2 separate regions of the Mus musculus genome follow, and region 2 is linked to region 1. The links are chromatin contacts, called in public HiChIP or PLAC-seq maps. All regions are on one chromosome and are shown on one strand. Each heading gives the region's core, a stretch centred on a gene start, on an enhancer-like site or on the middle of the called end of the contact. The rest is flanking DNA. Distances are from core to core; before and after follow the strand shown. Region 1 overlaps Wdr25 (WD repeat domain 25). Region 2 has its middle 36 kb from the start of Gm34554.

The links. HiChIP or PLAC-seq counts read pairs in DNA pulled down with a chosen protein or histone mark.
Region 2: a CTCF HiChIP or PLAC-seq map of the NIH/3T3 cell line shows a contact between it and region 1, with 6 read pairs. The contact joins two enhancer-like sites. A contact is called at or near these places in 2 of 15 datasets of contacts at CTCF or cohesin (the NIH/3T3 cell line and pro-B cells), 1 of 484 Hi-C or Micro-C datasets (pre-B cells), 4 of 115 datasets of contacts at active chromatin or transcription factors (differentiating embryonic stem cells, embryonic stem cells and large pre-B cells) and 1 of 9 other capture datasets (embryonic trunk).

The regions. Positions count from the first base shown.
Region 1 is chr12:108,937,869-108,944,849 of GRCm38.p6, reverse strand. The region is part of intron 2 of Wdr25 (WD repeat domain 25); the gene reads right to left. Among named protein-coding and RNA genes, the nearest start is that of Wdr25, 47 kb to the right of the region's middle. Within about 2 kb of position 2,444, at least 33 of the 459 cell types and tissues checked have an H3K27ac peak or open chromatin away from gene starts, as enhancers often do. A contact at or near this core is called in the NIH/3T3 cell line, where this site is marked.
Region 2 is chr12:109,954,669-109,961,365 of GRCm38.p6, reverse strand. No RefSeq gene overlaps it. Among named protein-coding and RNA genes, the nearest start is that of Gm34554, 36 kb to the right of the region's middle. Within about 2 kb of position 2,830, at least 31 of the 459 cell types and tissues checked have an H3K27ac peak or open chromatin away from gene starts, as enhancers often do. A contact at or near this core is called in the NIH/3T3 cell line, where this site is marked.

The sequences.
Region 1 (6,981 bases), core at 1,195-3,694:
AAAGATACTCAGATCAATCCATGTCAATGTTTTAATGCCATGCATTAATTAATCACGCTAATAAAATCAGAGTGTACCTATTCACATGTGTCAGGAGCCAACTGGAGTGACAGGTGAACTGGCTTAGCAGAAATGGCAGCGGCTGAAACATGGAAGTGTGGTTAGTGTGTTCTCTCACTAATTTAGTGTGGTTAGCGTGTTCTCTCACTGATTTAGTGTGGTTAGCGTGTTCTCTCACTGATTTAGTGTGGTTAGCGTGTTCTCTCACTGATTTACTCAGGACATACTTATGAGCGGTTGGTCACATGGAAACCCAATACCAGAGGGAAGTCCTTCTCCAGGGCGATGTCCCACAGGCTAAAGTCATCTTGAGCATCTCAAGAGTTAGTGGCCAAAATGACCCACTGCGAAGGGGAGTAAGCAACCTCCAGGGCCCCAGTTACACATCGCAGAAGGCATACTCATCAAGTCAGGGAGCAAGGGGCAAGCTTGCTCTGTGCAGACTCCCCCACTTCCTGGAACTACTCAGCATTGGTCCCTGCTCCCACTTAGCAAGATACAGGTCCTTCCCTGAGTTACCCATAGCAAGCCACCCTTTCCTTTTGTGCTTCAGTGTCCTCTGCAATGGAGGCAGCACTCAATTGTATAAGCTGTGAGGCTTGGTACACACAGCCATCCTGCACAGCATCCACCTAAGTAAACCAACACTCAGTGGGTCAGCAATCTCTCTGTACCAGAAAGACACTGTTTCTTCATTTGTTTTGTAGTGCCAGAGACAGAAGCAGGCCTTGAGCATTCTATGCAGACTTCCACCACTGTGCTAGATGCCCAGCTCTCACTTGAGACAGACTCTCACCCTATAGCCCAAGCCAGCCTAGAATGTACTACGTAGCCAAGGCTGTGCTCAAACTTGTAATAATCAGCTCTAGTGCACTGGCTAGAGAAAGGGCAAGACAAACATTGCTATGAACATACACTGAGCTGAGTTTCATCTAAGTCAAAGGTTACAATTCCTGTTTCAGAAGTGACAGGGGTGGAGGAGTGTCAGAAGTGGAGGCTCCAACCAGTAGGTCTTGTCCCTAGCCTTCATCTGGTATATTCTTCAGAGTCAGCAGTCAGAGCTCAGGCAGGCTCAGGATAGGAGGTCATCTGCCCCAAGGGCTCCTGGGACTTTGGCAGCTAGGTAGTACCTCTGAGACCAGTTCTATCTCGTTGTTTGTACTCGTTCAGACTCAGTCACAACACAAACTCACTGAGATCCTCTGAGGACCAGGCAATATCTGGGTATGCTTAGGGCCATATCTTTCCCAAATTCCTACACCAGAGTCCTACATGGCTGCATTTAGAATAAGCTGCTAAGGATGTAATTACATGATAGCCTAAGGCTGGGGCCCTGATCCCACAGGGTTCCTATCCTTATAAGAACAACCATTTGACATAGGATGTGAAGCGTGAAACCCCTATACACACACACACATACACGCACACGCACGCACACTCACTGCAAAGGCCTTGTGAGAACATAGCGATCTAGTAGTTTTATACAACAAACAGGGAACCCCTCCTGAGGTCACTTTGATCTCAGACTGCCAGTCTCCAAACGCACATGGTGGAGCCCTGGCTTCCTGAGACTAGGAAGCTGTGTACGTGAAGGGTTGCTGAGGCCTCTCTCACGATGGAGTCTGGCTTACGGGTATCTCCAGAAGAGCTATGCTCTGCTTTGTAAAAGGGACAGGTGGGTTTCTGAAGCCCTATGATGCCCCTATGATGCCCCTAAGACCTGAGAAACTATTCCTTTTCCTGTCTTTCCCTTCAGTCTGCACACCCACCTTAGAGGAGTCTGTTTACCTCACAGAGATGGGTGCACAAGCGGCCTGTGGCCTCTGTTGCATCACTTCTCATCCCCAAGAATGGAGGAGCCAGTGACAAGACAAGTGAGGCCCCTGGAGAAGGGGACAAAGTACCCTGTATGAAGCGCAGGGTCACTGGGATGTATGGCAGGTCCTGCTCTACAGCCCTGACTAAAACTCAGGGGATAAGCCACCTCAAAGTTTCACAAATGAGTGCCTGAGGCAAGGTGGAAAGTTCCCAGTGTCAGCGGCATACTCTGATTCACCAAGGGCAGGATCTGAGAAGGCTGATGGGAAGCGAGGCTGACACGCTTGCTGGAGAAAACTGCATTAGATGAGTCAGAGCGGCTCGGGGGATAATGATGACGCCGACGCCAAAGACACCAAAGGAAGCTTGGTGATACTGCTTTGTGAGAGGTAGGAAGGAAAACAACTCGATTTCATGAAATTAATTCCTATGAGATTTTAAATATGAATGTGCAACTGAATTAAAGTTCTATTCGAAGAATAAAAGTGGAGAAACAGTACTTTGGGAAGAAACGTCTCAGATTTTAAAACACCCTACTTGACAGAGAGAGAGTGCAATGGCTCCTCACAGGGGCAGCTGTGGGGAGGACACCTCCCAGGAAGAAGCCCCAGGCTGCGGCAGCCTCAGCCAGCGAGCCCCAGGATTCTCCTGAGTAGCAAAGGGATGAACTGAGGGTCCAAACAGGCAGCAGGTGACACTCCCACTGAGACCTCTGACTGACCAGCACAGGGTAGAACATTCAGGACTCAGAGAAGCAAACCTGCCTGCCTGCATTCTCCCTATCACTGGCAAAGCCAGTAGCGGTGCTCAGGCCGGCTAACTGATCTACCTCGCTGCCTGAGGCCAGGACCACATAGCCTCTGCCTCCTGTCTTGTGTGGGGTGGAGGGGTGGACCTGAGACCAGGACCACATAGCCTCCACCTCCTTCTTGTGCTGAGCTCTCAACACTTTGCTCATATGCACCAGTGGCTTCAACACTTTGGTTTGAGCACATGACAGATGCTTCCTGAAGGGAAAGTGACCTTAGGGAATGTTCCCAGGAGAACAGTGATCCCTCTCTGGCAGGGGGACCAGGGGAATAAGGGAAGAACACTGGGTCTTCTCAAGAGAACCTCCTACCCTTCAAAGAACCATCAGGATCAGAATGGCAGTCAGAATAGGCACCGGTTGCCTTCCTGGCAGAGAAACTGTCCCAGCACTCTGGGCTGAAAAAGAGAGGCTTGCAGAAGGAGTCCTCCCAGCCTGCCTCTGGGTTTCTTGCATCCATGGAGGTCAGGGTGTCCATGAAACAGTCAGACACCAGGCTTGCCCAGCCTAGCACTCCAGCCAGCTCTCTCACAACAGCACTGGCCCAGACACCCTGAACTTGCACTTTGACCTAGACGAGTTTTCCATGGCCCAGAAAGGATACTAAGTGACAGGATCCATCTACTCAAGAAAATGAGGCCAGGAGCCCTCCCCAGCATCTCCAGCTCAAGCCTGGACTGCCACAGCTAACCTGCAGGGGCAGCACAAGACAGCTCCTTCCTGCAGTATTCACAACACTCCAAACATGTGCCACCTACTGTGATCACACCGGGTACAGCAGTGACTAAGAAACACAGGTCCCTTCCTCAAAATCATCAGGAAATGGTCCAGGTGGCACCTAAGTGCTATGATGGACAGAGGAAACACAGCAGCAGGGAGGTACTGGGGGAGGGGGCCTGGGGAGTCAGGGAGGGATCCTTGGGCAGTGTGCACCTTAGAGGGGTAAGGAAGGACAGACAGGAATACTCAGATGTAGTTGGGAAGACAGAAAGAGACATCCAGGTTATGAAGGAAAAGTCACATAAAGCCTGGCATGATTGTATACATGTGCAATCCCAGGACTTGGAGGGGAAGGCAGAGAGATTAGGGTCAAGGTCAGCCTGGGGAACACTGAATGTGGACACCAGTCAGAGCAACATAAAACTGTATCTTCTGAAAAACTAAACAGCTCAGTAAAGGCTCGTGACACAGCCTCTAGAGGAGCCTGTCCTACATAGCAAATCCCATGTCAGCGATAGCTACACAGTGAGATCCTATCTTGGTGTGTATGCACGAGTGTGTGAGTATTGTGCACATGTGTGCGCAGCAGGGAGGTTAGAGGAGTGCCAAGAAGGATAAGGAAAGGCCTTGGGGGTTCAGAAGAAGTCATGGCTCTGCTCTGGTGGCTGGTGAGGGATGGTCTTTAAAGGAATCGGGCAAGCTTCTAGGTCATCAATACCTGTCACAAGAGAAGCCACCAGGGTAGGTGATAGGTACAGAGTCTCCTAGGATTTGGGTAAGTCAAAACCCAACCCAGGCAGCATAGCCAGGGCATAAGCTGTCTTTGCTTCCTGTGTCCCCAGTGCATGGCACAATGCCTGGTCCAATAAATGAGGCAGAGAGCTACTCTTCTGGGTACAGCAGCATGAGTTAGATGGGGCCTTGGCTCTGGATGGCAGAGGGTCCAGCAGGCCCCAGAACAGGCCAGCTGTGGGACCTGAGGCCAACAGCACTCAAGTCCTCCCTGTCATGCCACACCCAGTAGAGGGCAGGAGAGCACTCAACACGTGCTGGCTGGGGGAGATGCACCCCTTCTTCAGAGAATCTGGAACACACATTTATAACTTCTTATAAGATGGATGTTCACTGCTCTCTGAAAGGGCAATGCCATTCAAAAAAAGTAACCAATAACTCTTCTGAGTTGGAGGCCCATTCTTAGTTAGATTTCTTAAAACCCAGAAAAAGAGAAACAAGGTAAATTGTAATTGCATAAAACAACAACCCTACGAACACAACCCAACATGGGCTCCATTATCTTTTCTACACCGACTGACAGTTTTGCTATGGATTCTTCCAAAAGGCTTAATTTGTGCCTTTAACAGCAAGTTAGTGAGTCAGAAAAAAAATTAACTCTAGCTTAGGTTCATACAGAAAAACTAAGAGACAGCTATCTGTTAATGTCTCAAGTCCCCCACTGGGGGCTCTAGGTGCACATTCACCAGGACACTGTGCAGAAGACAGCCTCACACTCATTTTGTACTTGCATAAATCTAATTTATAAATCTAATCTGTGGTAGAAATGTCCAGAAGGAGGCCTCAGAGGGCCTGGGGTCTAACCCTACCCACCTGCACAGCTCACACGGACAGCCAGCTTCCCAGAGCATGTATCTGCCTGCATATTCTATGCCGTGAATGAGGCTGAAATTGTCTTCATTCTGTCCCTAGCACACAAGAGCTTTGAAAAACAGCCCACAAATTTCAGCCAGGGACACTATTAGATTAACAAAGACCCTTGAAATGAAGCCTGTCATTTTCGAGAACTCCTTCAAAACAAAATCGTGACAGGGCCTTCAAAATCAGCCGGCTGAGTCTGCGTCAACATGAGACCTTGCCCGCCATCATCCGCCTGTGACAGCACTGCCTAATGGGTTTTGTGCGTGGGAGAGCTGAGCTGCCATGGACGTTTACGTGAAATACACAAGCAGGCTCTGGCCTGAGTACCTGCCCCTGTCAAACTTCTTTTGTAATCAGTGGGGAGAGGTGGAAAGGCTCTGGAGACTAACAGATGTAGGTCTTGCTGCTTTCTCTGTGTGTAGTCACCCTGCAGCTGCACCCAAACACCTGCTACATGCCTCCCCACACTAGGTGCTAGGATAGCTGCTGCTCAGACCTGTGAGAAGGAGACAGGACACGCATACTAAAGGAGGTAGGGCAGGAGACCAGCCTCCAAGAATCCAGGACCATCTGAGCCCTGTGAACTGTGAGGCCATATCCCCAAGCACAGTTTTTATACAATTGTTTGGGTGCCTGGGCAAGGTAGAAGCAAGTGAGCCATTTGTCTACAGCTGCTGCACTCACTCTGGCCTGCCTGGACCACAGACGTGGGTGAAGACAGACAGGCTCTTCAGAGAGCACATGTGACTGACAGGCCCAGCCACTGGGCAGGTGATAAGGTCATATGGCCCAGTATTGGGGACAATGTAGCCTTGCCAAGCCTCAGTTTTCCTGTCAGTGTGACGGGACAATAAAACTCTTATGCTAGGAGATGGTAGGTGTGCAGCGAAGCTGGTGTTGATCTAACCTAGGCGGTGAAAACTGCTGTTGCTACAAGAACGCCTAGTGACAGACAGTACAAGCCTGAATTTCACTAACTAGAAAACCAAGACACAGTGAGTGCCTGGAATCAGGAGCAGTAACCATGCCAACCTGGGAAACTGACCTGACATGTCCAGGACACCCTTGTGGATCCATGAAGAGATGCTCAGACCCCAAAGACTTCTTCCTTAAGACAACAGGACATGAGGTTGGGAGTGGTGGCACACACCAGAGGCAAGTGGATCCTGTGAGTTTGAGGCCAGACTAGTCTACAGACTAAGTTCCAAGACAGCGAGGGATAAATAACAGAGGCTCTATCTCAGAATAATCATTTTTTAAAAAGACAAGAAAGGACCTCCTGGTTTATGCTCACTCCATGTCAGGAGAGTCCCCCATGAGATGGCTAGCAACACCCACACAGCAAACACTGATCTCAGCTTCCCAGGGGTCAGCATGGAGCCCGTCCAGCCTCCACCTACCATTCCTGCAGGGACTAGTGCTCTCTCACTAGCTCTGGATGAAGCTACCCTGTTCACAGGGCACACTTTATCCAAAAAGCCTAGGATAGACAGTTTAACACACGTGGCTCCCAGCATGACAACACAGGTACAACAGGCCACTTCTGAGTGCTACAAAGCGGTGGCTCTGATCCCCTGTACCTCTCACACCCACAGCCAGGCTCGAGGTCCCAACACTGGAGGATCCCAGCACTCCTTAGGAGGAAAGCAGGGCAGGTAATGTTCTCCAGTGAGCCACAGGCAGAATGCTCAGTGTTTGGACAAAACAAACTTAAGCTAAAAAGTAGCCCAAAGCTCACTTTTCAAGGACAGCTTAGAAATTCATCAAAGAACTCGTAGTCAAATACAGCAATTTTCCAGATATTTCTGAGAGAAGCTCATAGGTCAGATTGATGATTATAATAACCAAGTGCTCCTTATTATTAGGGTCAAAGTGGATTTCCTGTGAATATACAATGCACACATGCCAGGCTTCATGCCTGT
Region 2 (6,697 bases), core at 1,581-4,080, 1.0 Mb before region 1:
CCTGTGTCCTGGGCTGCTGGCCTAGGAGGAAAAGGACATCTGCATCACAGCGTGTGTCACAGTTATGCTTCCTCGCTGTGATGTGATGACTATTTTAACTAAGACACAGATATTGTGTTCACATTTACCTACTTGTCTGCAAGATGTTCTGTAGTATTTAATTTATTTACATATCTATCTCTCCCTCCTTCTCTTTCTCTGTCCCTCTCTTCCTCCTTTCTCCCCTCCCTCCCTCCCTCCCTCCTCCCTCTCTGTCTTTGAATATCTGTGTGTGTGTGTGTGTGTGTGTTGTGTGCACACACATGTGGAAGGCATGTGTGTTCGTGTGCATGTATAAGTGTGTGCATGCACATTTGTGAACACGAGCGTGGAGGCCAGACACCAATCTTGAACACTGTTCTCAGGAGTCATTCATGTTGCTTGTGAACATGGAGCCCACTGATTTAGTCAGGCTGCTGGTTGGCGAGCCCTAGGGATTTTCTCACTCCTCCAGGGCAGGCATTACAAGGGTGTTTGCCACCAGAGCTGTACTTTTCGAATGGGTTCTAGGGATGGAACGCAGGTTTTCATTCATGCATGAATGTGTCCTTAGAGTAATCTCTTCTGTAGTGTGACTGAGCTTTGCAGTGAGCTGTGATGAAGACCACAAGACCCTCTGCTCCTATGCACATGGGCTTTCTGGCCTGCTCCACAGGCCTCATGGTGACCCTGGGGTTCTTTTGGCTGCCATGCCGTTCCCCCTCTACCCCTTCTTCTTCTGATCCCTGAGACTGATCAAGTCAGAGGCCACAGAGGTTTCTTGTTGTGCCTTTCCCTGAGTCTAGAAGCAGTGAGGGAAAATCCCACTGCCCAAGGCCTGCCTCAGGAGAGTGTGAAGCAATCTCTCTTGTCCTCCATGAGCAACCCTGACCTGACAATACCCTGCTAGACTGGGAACTCTTTGTGGAGGCCGTGGTGGGGTTAGGAGACAGGGAGAGCATCAGGGTGTGCCTCGGGGCCTACCAGGTTCTGCGAGTGTATCAGTAGACAAGGGAGATGACCATCCCTCCTGCTGTGCACCTCTGTCCCCAGGAGAGGCTGTCCATCGATCTTCTTTCCAAGGGCGTGCTGGCTGCATGCAAGTGCATAGGCTCACCACTCCAGGTCTGGGGTCTCGAACTCAGGCAGCTGCCCTAGGATGTAACCACCAAATGGACTTTTTTCCTGTTGGCATGGGGTGGGGGGTGGGGGGCAGAGATATGGGGTTACCTGAAGGACCTGGAGCAACACCCAGGAGGTAAGATCTAAGATTCACTAAGGAAGCAGAGACCCCGGAGTGCTCTTTAAGCCTTCCCTATTTGGACCTAATAGAAGGGAATATCCACACCAAACACCTGAGGGGCCAGCTCCTCACACACAACAGATGGCCAGGGTCTGAGCTGACACTCCCTCTCATTTGGATGGCCTTGCAGACTGAGGTCATCTGCAGGATCCAGGCAATGGGCTCTCCAGACCCTTTAGACCCAACAACCTGAGAAGGGAGGTTTGCCCTGAGCAGAGGCAAGCCCCACAACAAGGAAAGATAAGCTTAGCATCGCTGTCAGATCTAACAAATAACAATGCAGATCACTAGTTAGTGTGGGTTCTAGTGTTTAGTGCTAGCATGTTCCAAACATGACTGCTTATCAGGAAGTTGCATATAACTGGACACCTGACATGCCACTCAGGAATCCAGAAAGGAGGCTGACTTCTGACCAGCCATTGAAAACTCTCCCTACCTGTTGACCCCATCCTCTGTTGCATCTCTGACCATGAGGGTCCCTCCACTTCTCACTGCCAAGCTCTTTGCTCCCAAAACTCCCTCATCCCCAGTGATCCTGACAAAGTGCCCCATTGGGTGGGAATTGGCCTTTAGCCCCCACTGCTACATGGTGGGTTCCTGCTTCTGGAAATCTTGGAGGCTTCAGTTTGGGTTCCCCCCTCTAGTTCACCTCAGTGTTAGAGGAGGCCCGAGGGTGTCCCTCCATGGGGGAATGCTGAGAAGTCACTTGACACAGCTCCTGGGTCCTTACCATCAGACCCTGAAGTGCTAAGCTCACAAGATGTTGCTTCTGAGCTCTGACACCCCTCAGGAAATGACTGAGAACTATTGCCAGGGCATGACTTAGCAGAGGCCACCAAGAGCTGGTGGCAGAGCAGAGGTATCTTCAGGTGGAGGACTTTGGGGTGCTGGTCATTTTCTTTGAGCTCCTGGTGGTATGGTACCGGAGGCGGCCCCTCTCTCCCCTAGGCAGGGTGGAGTGTCCGTTTGCAAGCTGACCGAAACTCCGTGGGTCTGGAGGTCTCAGGCCAGAAATGTTTTCATTTTCCCAGAGGGTAAATGCGCTCCTGCCTGGGTGGTAAGTGGAGCCCTGTGATTGGTTTACCATCTACTCTAGCCCCAGGCCCTTGGGCACGGAGGACGGCCACTGGGGGGCAGTGCTAGCCAGGAGACCTGGCAGGGATCCACCCTCCTCCCGCCAGAGGCCCTGCGGCAGGGAGCTGTGCATACCAGACTCTTACTCACAGTGAGTGAGGATCAAGGTAGTGCTGGACTCTGGGCTTTCTCCTAATGTCCAGAGCCACACCCATCTGGACTCCCCCCTCCATCTCTTTCTCTCCCAACACACACACACACACACACACACACACACACACACACGCACGCACGCACACACGCACGCACGCACGCACGCACAGGCTCAGATTAATTTACCCAGCCTACTTCTTTATCTCCAAAACTGAGCCCAGTGTCCAGTGCCGCTTTGAGGGTGCTCCACATTCCATCAAGGTCGCTCAGCCTCAGCTTTGGCCCTGGGATGGGTTATGCTGCACTGACTGTCCCCCTTGCTAGACTGCAGTGCCAGGAAGTCTTCCATCCTAGCCAGTCCCAGTACCCATTTTACAAATGGCAAAACCAAGGCCCTGAGACAGGTAGTGACTTACCCAGGGACACACAGAAAATTAGGAATGGTTTCCCTGTTCTTCCTCTACGCCCCTTCTGCATACACACTGGGTGGCACTCAAATCTCGAGGACCTTAGGAGGCCCACCCCTGCATCAATGTCCCCCATGTCCTTCCCCTGCAGATTCCAGACCTCCTAGGGCCAATGCCTAACACTCTCCTGTGTCCTGTACTTAGCTCACAGTGGGCCTCACTGCAGGCAGGGCTCTTGCTTTCTGCAAATCTCCTCTTCTGTGGAATGGGGCATGCCTGAACCCTTGAGAGTCTGCAGGGAGAGAATGTATGCAAATTCCTGGAGAGTTCCAGGTGTTTAGGCATGAGCACCCAGTGGCCATCTATCTGCATTCAGTCTCCCTACCCTGTCCCAAGGTCCCTGGTGCTCTCCCACTGATGCTCCTGTTCTAGACGCCCCCGCTCCCCAGCCTGAGACAATGGATCCACCTGGCAGGAGGCTCATCTGGGCTCTGAGATACTGCCCCCTGTCTTCTTCAGTATTCAGTCCCAGGCAGGGTGGGCTCAGAGAGAAGAGATGCCCTGTGGCTTGGCACACACAGAAGGGACAGGGTGGAACATGTGGGTAGCCTGTGGCTTTCCTTAGGAGGTGTCCACCTGTCTGCTGTTGCAAACAATCACACACACACAGACACACACACACACACACAGAGAGAGAGAGAGAGAGAGAGAAGAACAAGCCATGTGAGGGAAGGTGGCAGCAAAAGGGGGTGTTAGGGGAGACATTCCTGAGGAGGCCCCGCAGTCATTACACATCAGTAGCTGGGTTTTTTTGTTTTGTTTTGTTTTGTTTTGTTTTTTGCCTCAGCTCCTCAGAGAGCTCCTCCGCGTGTCTCCTGGGCTTTGCCAGCTACTCTGAAGCTGCCAAGGTTTTCTGACATGGAAGCACAACTCTCCCTCACTTCTAGGCTGAGTGAGCTGTTTCCCATGAGTCTCAGAGCAAGCCAGGGGCAACAGCAAGAGCAATAGCATGGATGTACCAAGGCCACTGTCCCTGTCCCCTTATGCTGCCTGTACAGCTGCCCTACCCTCTCCTGTGTGTGTGGGTGTTCATGTGTTTGTGTGTTTGCATGTATGTGCATGTTCATGCGTGTGTGTGTGTGTGTGTGTGTGTGTGTGTGTGTGTTCATGTGTTTGTGTGTGCATATTCATGTGTGTATGTGTTCATGCGTGTGTTCATGTGTTTGTATGTTTATGTGTATGTATGTATGTGTGTGTGTGTGTGTGTAGGCCAAAGGTCAATGTCAAATGCTTTCTCAGTCACTTTCCCACCTTAATTTTGGAGACAAGGGTCTCTCATTGGCCTGGAGCTCCCAGGTCCGCTAGCCTGGCTGGCTGGTGAGCCCCCGGGATCCTCTCGTTTCCTCTGCTGGGGTGGCAGGTACACACTGCCTGGCTTCTTACAGCATTCAGCTCCTCAAGCTTGTGTGGCCTGCACGTCACCAATTCAGCCACCTCCAGGCCCCAAGTCTTGTTTTGAACAGTTCATTTTCAAAGCCTCCTCACAAGCCGGCTTCCTCTGTGTGCTTGGTGGCTTCCGCCCAGAAGTCTGGCCACAGTGTTTACTGCCCTGTGGGGTGGCCTGGAGGGCTGGCGTGGGGTGGTGCTTCCCACATTGCTGAGAAGTTTGGTGGGCAGAACACCCAGCTGCCCACAGTTTCCATCTTAGTTCAGCCAGGACAGCAGACACACAGTCAATGGTGATAACTCAACCCGTGTTTACCTGGAATCTTCCACGTGGGAGGCAATGACCTCGCTTGGAACCTGAGGATGGATTCAGTGTGGATGTTCTGGGCTGGAGGAATAAAGAGCACCACCTTTGAGCAGGCCAGACCACCATCGTGCTATATGACCAACGAACCATCTCTGTCTTCACTTGGCTTCCAAGTCACCCCCAAGAAAATGCCAGGACCTGAAATCCCACCATCTGAGTCAGAAATTCCATCCTGGAAGGGAGGTTCCTGTGTGTCCCTAGGAGGACAGAGTTGTCCTAAGACCTTCGAGGTCAGGAAGGTTGTAGGTGTGAACCGGGATGGGAATGGAGGTCAAGGAAGCCGTAAACTTCGCTTCTTGGGCTGGCGGTCCGTCCACATGGGGCCCCGGGGGATATAGCTGCATCTGTTTCATAGCTGGTATATGTTAGCCATTACTGAAGCCCAGCATTACTTTGAGAAGGTGTGGAGAGCCTTTGGGGGCCGCTTGGCAGGAATCTGACATTGGCCATGGACGGGGAATTGGGCATCAGGCAGGAACCTGACATTTGGCCATGACAAGGAAGTAAGTTCATGCAAGAAGCGGATTTTAGGGTGGAGCAAAGAAGTAGGCTTCAGGCATGAATATGACTTTGGGCTAGGACGGGGAAGTAGGCTCAGTTATCTCGATGATCCTGATAAGCTCTTAGAAACACTGGTTGAGGGCGTGGCCACAGGATTTTGTTTATTGTCTTGTTTGTTCCTTGACTATTTATTTGTGTTTATTGTCTTGCTTGCTCTCGGTTGTACTGCCCGCCCTTAATACTTGCATGTAATTAAAATCAGATTGGGAAAAAATAAGCCTGTCTCGGCCTCAGAACCAGCTGGTGTCCTGCTACAGTTTTGTCTAATTGTCTTTTTTTTTTAAATCCTCACTCCCAGGCTGGAGAACCTGTCGACTGACTGAGTGTGCTTGGTCAGAAGGTCTGACTCGGTCTCCAGGGAGGACTCAGCAGAAATGAGTGAACTACAATGTTCCAGCACTCCCAGAGAGCAAATGTGTGGGAGAAGAAGAGCTGAGTGACAGGAAGAAGCAGATGCAGGCCAGTGGCTTTGATTGGCACTTTTAATTTGTCTCTGAGACTCCTGACCACCAAAGCAAAAGTGGAAAAGCCATCAGTACCCACGGTTGCCTTGGCTGTTCCTTGCATACTGTTCCTGTCAGGGCACTCGGGGAATCTGTGGTACTCCCGGGGAAAGCGGACAGGCTGCGTTCTCCATCCTGGAGACAACTGTCCCGTGTCTGAGTGGATCTGCTTCTCTGCACAGCTTCATTAGGGGATGGCTCCATCAGAGACAGTGGTCATCCGGCGCTCTAGAGAGCACAAAACCTTCCCAGCCTGGGCCCTGGGAGATGAGTTCCCTTCCCAAAAGCTCCCTCGAGACGGAAAGCTAAGATGGATGAGATCTTCAATAGTGGCTGGAGGGCAAGATAAGTCTCGTGAAATGGTTTCTCAGGAGGTTCCTCAGTGAGAGCCAAGGGCACCCTTCCAATCCACAGAACTGCCCCTTGGGAAGACAGAGGGTTTCCCACTGCCCATTTGGGGGATGTGGAGGGAGGAGTGGTCATATTGCTTATGTTGGGCACTAGAGCCAGGCCCTGGCAGGAGATTTATGCTCAAGGTTCAGTTCACCTTCCCATGCTTTCTCTCTGAGCCCCCCCACCCCCCAATGGCAAAGGCAGAACACAGAGTACAGTACCCTCCTCTATGGCTACGCAGCAGTCTCAAGGGCTAAACCAGCCTGCCTCCATCATGTTCTTAAAAGCCATCCCGAAAGTAAAAACAAGTTAGGCTCATTCCTGTTCGTGATTAAACCTCTGTTTCTCAAGAATTGGGCTATGCCCCACCTGGAACCTTAGCTACAAATGATTCTGTACTGCCTGTCTCAGGAAATGACAGCCTCGTCTTTGTTTCTAAAGGTTGTTATGAACCACCTGTTGTTATGACTAC